Regions from separate parts of the Zea mays genome. Here region 2 is linked to region 1. The links are chromatin contacts, called in public Hi-C maps. All regions are on one chromosome and are shown on one strand. The core of a region is the stretch at or near the end of the contact, and the rest is flanking DNA. Distances in the headings are between cores, read along the strand shown. Region 1 holds the start of LOC100382019 (Phospholipase A1-IIgamma). Region 2 holds the start of LOC100382072.

Evidence for each region. A called contact is a pair of places that touch in the nucleus more often than the background predicts.
Region 2: a Hi-C map of leaf shows a contact between it and region 1, with 7 times the contacts expected there. The contact joins the promoter of LOC100382072 here to the promoter of LOC100382019 in region 1. A contact is called at or near these places in 3 of 25 Hi-C or Micro-C datasets (ear, endosperm and leaf).

What each region holds. Positions count from the first base shown.
Region 1 is chr8:137,181,407-137,185,278 of Zm-B73-REFERENCE-NAM-5.0, forward strand. LOC100382019 (Phospholipase A1-IIgamma) reads left to right here and starts at 1,537. Exons shown (of 1, transcript NM_001174785.1): 1 at 1,537-2,814. The coding sequence starts at 1,583. The coding sequence ends at 2,767.
Region 2 is chr8:137,419,061-137,422,906 of Zm-B73-REFERENCE-NAM-5.0, forward strand. It overlaps LOC100382072, which reads left to right and starts at 1,978. Exons shown (of 1, transcript NM_001174835.1): 1 at 1,978-2,944. The coding sequence starts at 2,170. The coding sequence ends at 2,550.

The DNA.
Region 1 (3,872 bases), core at 287-2,786:
AAAGTTCAAATGCGATATAGAATGCAAACTCCCATCAACAACGATTTTCGTAGATGTATCGGGACACTCAAGTTTACCCAAAGTCCATGTTGGATCTCTCAAAGTGCCAAGCTCCCAATTTGGTAACCTCGTGGATAGCTCCCATGCATTCCCCATGTGTGCAAGTGGGTCACCATGATGGTCTCACAATTAATTCTACCATTGTTAAGTAATTAGACAAATTCATGATTAATTCTAGACTATATAGATCTTAAACTCAGGTAATAACATGTATAACATTAACATACTAGTTGAATCGAGCAATATCAATAGGAACAACAATATGATTGAATCTGCACGTATGATGAAATAATAGACTAGATCATGGAGTGGTTAACTAATGGTGGAATAGTTTACTATGGTTGGATAGCGTTGTTATTGAAGACGAGTAAAATAATTCAGTGACAGAGGGGATATGCAAGATGAGCCGTCATTCAAGTCAGGAACAGTCGCACGAAAAGCGATTCCCAAAAACCTTATTCATCATCCTCCACTGCAGGATCACAGAAACTAACGGTTCAAGAGATATGCTTTTCTGATCGCTAGTGGATGCAAATGTCCGGGATAGAGAGACGGTATACCAACATGAATGAGACAAAATTAACCTTTGTTCGAATAGAGATGCATTTCTAATATTGACCAGGTGTTTTGAAAATTTAAGTGTAAATGAGTTTTTGAAATTTTATTTGGTCATTGAGGATTTCTATAGGTCCCGTTTGTTTCCTTTCATTTTGAAGAATTGAAATCTTACTAATAAAATAAACTATTTTTTTAGAATGTAATATTCCACCACTTTCCAAAGTTATCATATAAGCCTATCTCAAATTCATGAGGTGAGAGATAGAAATTGATTCTATAGATTTACATGCTATTTTTCCGATGTACAACTTATAGCACACTCTTCTACTTGCTTCGCTATAACATAAATGTAGTATATAACTATCTCTGTCATATGATTTAGGATAATATACAAATATATTACATATATAAATATATGAACTTAATTAGTTTTGTCTAAATTATAATTATTAAAATGGAATTCAATTCCAACGAAACAAACGGGGCATAAGACGAATTCCATATATTGCGACGTACATCACTCCACGGTTCAAGCTGTGTGTAGCACATCGTGTATATGACCGTGTAATGCGGTGACAAGTGAACGTTAGTACGGTAGTTATGGGGGACAAGTGACATGTCGCCGCATCATGATTAGTAAGCGTTGCCAGGTCAAAGTAGCATTAAAATGATGCGTTCATTAGGAAGCTGTTCCAACTTCCAACTAGATCTGTGTTGAAACGAGTGGCATATATACAAAATCTTGAGAATTTTTTTTCAAGACATCTCATTCATCTGCCTCGTTAACTAGAAGCATGCGATCACAATGAAATGTTGTCGTCGGCACTCAGCTGGCTTGGACGACGTGACGTGCATGCATACTTAAGTAAGTGCTATAAAAAGGCCCAAAGCCGAAGCGAACTAGCGAAGAAACCACAACCGAAACCCACAACAAAAGCATCGCCAAGGTACGTAGAACGTAGCCATGGTGTCGTCCGGAACTGGAAGCATTGCCAAGAGGTGGCGCGAGCTCCAGGGCGAGAAGTCGTGGAAGGGCCTCCTGGAGCCGCTGGACATGGACCTCCGCAAGTCCATCATCTCCTACGGCGAGCTCGTGGCGGCCACCGGCGACGGCTTCAACAACGAGCCGCACTCGCCGCACGTTGGCCTCTGCAAGTACGGCCACGACGACCTGCTGACCAAGTCGGGAGTGGCCGCCGCCAGCCACTACAAGGTGACCAAGTTCGTGTACGCGTGGGAGGATTCGAAGCTCACTTGGATAGGGTACGTCGCGGTGGCCACGGACGGCGAGGGCGTGGCAGCTCTAGGGAGGCGCGACATCGTCGTGGCGTGGCGCGGGTCGATGACAGGCGCGGAATGGTGGAAGGACGTCGAGGTTCTGCCGACGTGTCCCTGGCCGGCGCTGGGCCTGGAGGACCACTCCGTCGGGCACGGGCACCCGTGCGCCCGCGTGCACAGTGGCTTCCTGTCCTTGTACACGGAGCCACCCAAGCCGCCCAAAGACACCAACTCCGACATGGCGTTCTTTGTCAACGGCAGCGCCAGAGACCAGGTTCTGGCGGAGGTGAGGAGGCTGATGGAGCTCCACAGGGACGAAGACACCAGCATCACCGTCGTCGGCCACAGCCTCGGATCGGCGCTGGCCATCCTGAACGCCATCGACCTCGTCGGCAACGGCGTGAACTCCTCCGGCCTCCTCGGCGGGCGGCCTCCGTGCCCGGTGACGGCCATCGTGTTCGCGTGCCCACACGTCGGGAACGACAGTTTCAGAGACGCCTTCACCTCGTTCAAGTACCTCAAGGTCCTCCACGTCAAGAACCAGCAAGATTGGGTGCCGTTTCTCATGGGCTGGCTACATGACCTGGGCGTCACACTGCACATCGACACGGCCCTGTCGCACTACCTCAAGAAGCCCAACCTTGTCACGGCCCACAGCCTTGAGAGCTACATGCACGCCGTCGCCGGCGAGGTGGGAAGCGACGGCAAGTTCAGGCTGCTGGTGGACCGCGACGTGGCGCTGGTGAACAAGAGCGCCGACGCGCTCAAGGACGAGTACCATGTGCCGGCGAGCTGGTGGGTGCCGCACAACAAGAACATGGTCAAGAACGATCAAGGCAAGTGGGAGCTCAAGGATTTTGAGCAATTCTGACCTGAACTATAAGGCGTTTTAATAATAATAATAATAATAATAATAATAATAATAATAATAATAATAATAATAATAATAATAATAATAATAATAATAATCTCTCTATTTTAAATTATAAGGCGTTTTGATTTTTCAAAATATATCGTTTTTATTATACACATAGACATACTATATATAATAAAAACTATGTATTTAGAAAAATCAAAATATCTTGTAATTAATTAGAAAGACCGACGAGAGTATATATATGTTTGTGTTGTTTCCTCTTCAATAATGCCACGCGAGGCACTACAAAACGATGGAGTGTATGCCATATTGTACCCTGTTTGCATTTTCGAATATAAATAAACAGCTAGATATATATTTTATATATTTCCTCAACTTGTTTTTCCTCGATCCTTTATTTGGGTCATTTTCTTTATCCGGCATTATTTTGAATTGGTGAATTCTTCCACAATCAGAAGACACAACCGAAGGACACTACGTTCATTTCAGTCAATCAGATTTGCAGAGGCGCTCACTGCACCGGCCTCTGTAATAAATTGATAAATAAAAGGACAAAAAGACTACCACCAGCCAATAGAGATGCTAACTGAACTGATTAACATGGAATCGGATCCGAATATCACCTTTTACCGCATTTTAATTCACATATGAATACAAATATTTTCGAAATACGAACACAAAATGGATATCTTAATTAAATCCAGATTTCTATTCAGATATTTACTCAATTTAACTCAAAGTGTGTATTGTTATTGAACATACCTGAATAAAATTCATCGTTAACCAAAGTGATTTGAATGAAAGTAAACTTGTAAGAATTGCCAATATCAAAGTAAGAATTGCCAATAATGTTCAGTAAAATAATAGGTTAAGTGAAGAAATTTAAATAAAAATAATAGAAAACAAATAGTCATTATGCATTATTAATATTTTTGAGATTACTAAATTATTATACAAGTAGAGACTAAAGTATTTTTGAATATAACATAGACAACAGTAGCTCACAAAAATAACATAGTTATCAATGAATATTCAATAATTAGATATATCAATTAATCAATCAATATTATATTTATATAAATATTTATCATGAAATTAT
Region 2 (3,846 bases), core at 728-3,227, 240 kb after region 1:
TAGTATGCCACTTGTGCATATATAGAGGGAGAGAAACTTAGTGAAAGTTTTAAGGTTGGGTTGCTAATTAATTCAAGTTTTGATATAAATAATCAGTGTCAACAAAACCGGTATGGCCAAAGGTTAGTTTTTTTAGAATAAGGTCAAAGTTATAGCATTATATTATGTCTGAGTTTAATTTGATAACAAAGGATATGTGTGGAGGTTAATTAAATTAAATACCGCAGTAGCTAGCTCGTCCATTCACTTTTCTTAGATGGTTGGTAATGGTAATTCCATCCATTTCTTGGAGAGTCAAATAAAAGGAAGAATAAACAACTAGAGCGAAACCCTTACGTGGCTTATTAGTGAGCTTCCTTTGACAAGTCTTGTGGAATCCCCAGTTTAAGAATATGTAGAAGCTTGTAATATTTTCCTTTAGGTCCCGTTTGTTTCTTTTCATTTTGAGGAATTGGAATCTTACTAATGGAATAGACTATTTTTTTTAGAATGTGATATTCCACCACTTTCCAAAATTATCATATAAGCCTATCTCAAATTCATGGGGTGAAGGATGAAAATTGATTTTATAGATGTATATACTATTTTTTCCGATGTACAACTTATAGCACATCCTTCTACTTGCTTCACTATAACATAAATGTAGTATATAACTATCTCTCTCGTATGATTTAGGATGATATACAAATATATTATATATATAAATATATGAACTTAATTAGTTTTGTCTAAATTATAATTATTAAAATTCAACGAAACAAACGGGCCTACTGTAATTGCCTGTTCTTCGGCAGTCGGCACCACGCGAAAAAAAGATGGTCGTTGAGACTTGACACAGAAGTGGGCAGGGGAGAGTTTGAGCCCAATTCAATTCATTCGTGTGGATCAGTGTGCATTCCTTGCCCACTTGGGTTCGGCGGTGTTGCTAGTGGAATGCTGGGCTAGGTTGCGTGGGCCTTAGGCTGCCCGGTTTCGAAGATTGAGCCCATGCCTTTTTTGCAGCTCAAGCATTTCCTTTTCACTTTGTCTGTATTATCACTGATCACACGTACATCTAACAGAATAATGGTACTCCTAAAAGGTTAGTGCACAATCCTCTCGAGAATGTTTAGAGCAATTTTTTTAAAAAAAATACTAGTATATAATAATAACTAGTTTTTGTTATTGTCATATAATATAATGGATGCTCTCTCTAGACATACACATATCGATGCAGTAATACTAGTGTTGATATACTAGTAGGACGGAGTGAGTAAGACACAAGGTTTACCAACTTTATTGCACCTACGTATGTCTTAGTTGTATCTTTTACTTAAAAGCGCACGATGGTGTCGGAATTGTACATGACCTGAACATATGTTTGGTTTAACTAGTAATTAGCCCTGTACAGGCTCTAAACCTAAGTAGGTAGCAGTATGGGTATCATGAATGAATGGGATGCACGGCGTTTGATGAGACTGAGACTGAGACGACCGGCCTAGATGGTCCATGGATGGGTGGAAATTAATATCAACGCGAAATAGTAATGCTGACCATGCTCCCCCAAACGTAAAGACTAGTCGTCCTCGTTGAACAGCCGTACGTATGTTATGTACTCCTATATATATATATATATATATATATATATATATATATATATATATATATATATATATATATATATATATATATATATATATATATATATATATATATATATATATATATATATATATATATATGTCCATAAAGCACGTGGCCCGTTAGTCCGGCACGAAGCACGTTATTTTAACACGACACGAGCACGTCACGGCACGGGTTGAAGCGGGCCCAGGCTCAGCCTAGCCCGGATAGCGTGCCGGGCCCGACAGACATTTGAGTCCGTTGGGCTGGCCCAAGCATGGCACGGTATCTGCGGGGCCTTTTAACCAGCCCGTTTATTTTAACCACAAGACGCAAGGCCACAAGTCCCTGATACTCCAACGGCCCAACCCCAGCCGCCAGCCCAACACCCACCGGCAAACCCTAACCCACTCTTCCTCCCTTAGTCCCTCTCGTTCCTGGCGGCTGGCTCTCTCTTCCCTGCGGCGGCGCATCTGGGCACGGAGCCGTTCCTGTACGACTATACGTGCATGCAGGAGCCATGCCGGGGAAGCGCTGGGGAGTCGTTCGACCCGTTCCTGTACGTGCATGCGGGAGCCATGCTGGGAAAGCGCTGGGGAGCCGTTCGGCCCGTTCCTGTACGTGTATGCGGCGGCGCGTCTACTAGCTTCAGGGAGCAGCTGCGCAAGGAGATCACGGCGGCTCCTGTCCAACCGCCTTATCGGGCCAGCGGAAGGACCTGGGAGTAGCTACGCAAGGAGACCACGACGACTCCTGTCCAACTGCCTCGTCGGGCCAGGGGAAGGACCTCCTGTCGCTACTGCTGGCCGGGACGGAGGAGGCCACCGACCGGCGGCTCACCACGAGGGAGCTGGTGGACGGGGCAAGACCTTCTTCTTCGGCGGGCACGAGACCACGACGTTGGCGCTGTCGTGGATGCTGCTCATGCTCGTCGCGCACCCGGACTGACAGGACGCGTTTGCGGGCTCGGGCGGGCACGAGCCACTAAATGGGCCGTGCTATTCGGGCCGGGCCGGCACGATCGGGCCTACACCGTGTCGTGCTCAGGAAGAGATTTGAGTCCATCGGACGTCACGACACGGTTAAGTGGACGGGCCTAACCGTGCCGGGCTCAAACGGGTCGGGCCGAGTCGGGCTTGGACTGGGCCGGGCCGGGCTGCCCGTTTGGACATCTATATGTACTCCCAAAAGTAGATTATGTATGTATACAATTAATATAACCGTGGGGTGTGGGGACCAGCTGCTGAGTGGCTTATGTATGTAAAGCTTTTAATTCCATTGGAAGCCGCTAAACGAGCTAAAACGCTTTAATCAACTTTTAGTCCATTTTGTTTAGAACTTTAGTCAGTTTGCTTTTGCCCCATGGATCTAAAAAGACCCATATATGGTGGGTGTTGGAGTGAGGTAAACAAGGCAGGCAGGCCACAAGGTAGCACGGCATGGCCTTGACGCCTAACAAAGAAAAAAAATCAACTTTGGAGACGTGTTTAAATTTTTAGCTAACTTTAGTTTTATACAATGTGTACAAGATTTATGACGCGCAGAAGCACATGCTACAAAGTTCTCCGGTGGAGCATCTCCAAAGATTAACAAAAAATTACTAAATTTACTGATTTAGCTACTATGTAAAATAGAATTTAGAATAAAAGAGTATAGACTCCAACAGACTCGGTACATTCAAAACTTTCTATGGCGAATAAAGCAAGCTAAAAAAATAGAGGGCGAAGGCCGAAGGTGTAGGATAAAGAGTCTAGTTCGGACGTTCCTTTTTTTCTAACAATAATCAAATTTGTTTTTTACAAAACGATCTGGCTAGTCTAGAAGGAAGCCAGAAACAATAGTGAAAATACAATACGTTGGGAACACGAGTATATACAAATACAAAATACCAAAACCCGTCATCATTAGATCCAACAAATGCCGCACTTGCTGTTGTACCCACCCACCATATTACACTTTTATTATCACTACTACATTACGTTAGGAGCCAAGAGAAAAAGGTCCAAAAAAAAACGACATACTTGTCCAATAGCGCCGACACGATTTCAAGCACGGGTCCTCCATTCTATTCGGACACGTACGCGCTCGGAAGCTTTCGAATCTCACTTCTCTTTTCGAAAACGTTTTTCTTTTTTTTTTAAAAAAAGAACAAGGCACTTGGAAGAAAGTGTTGAGAACTACGTTACCACGGATCACCAGATTCGCTCCCTTCTCTCCCATCAGCAGTAGAGGCGCAAGAAGATG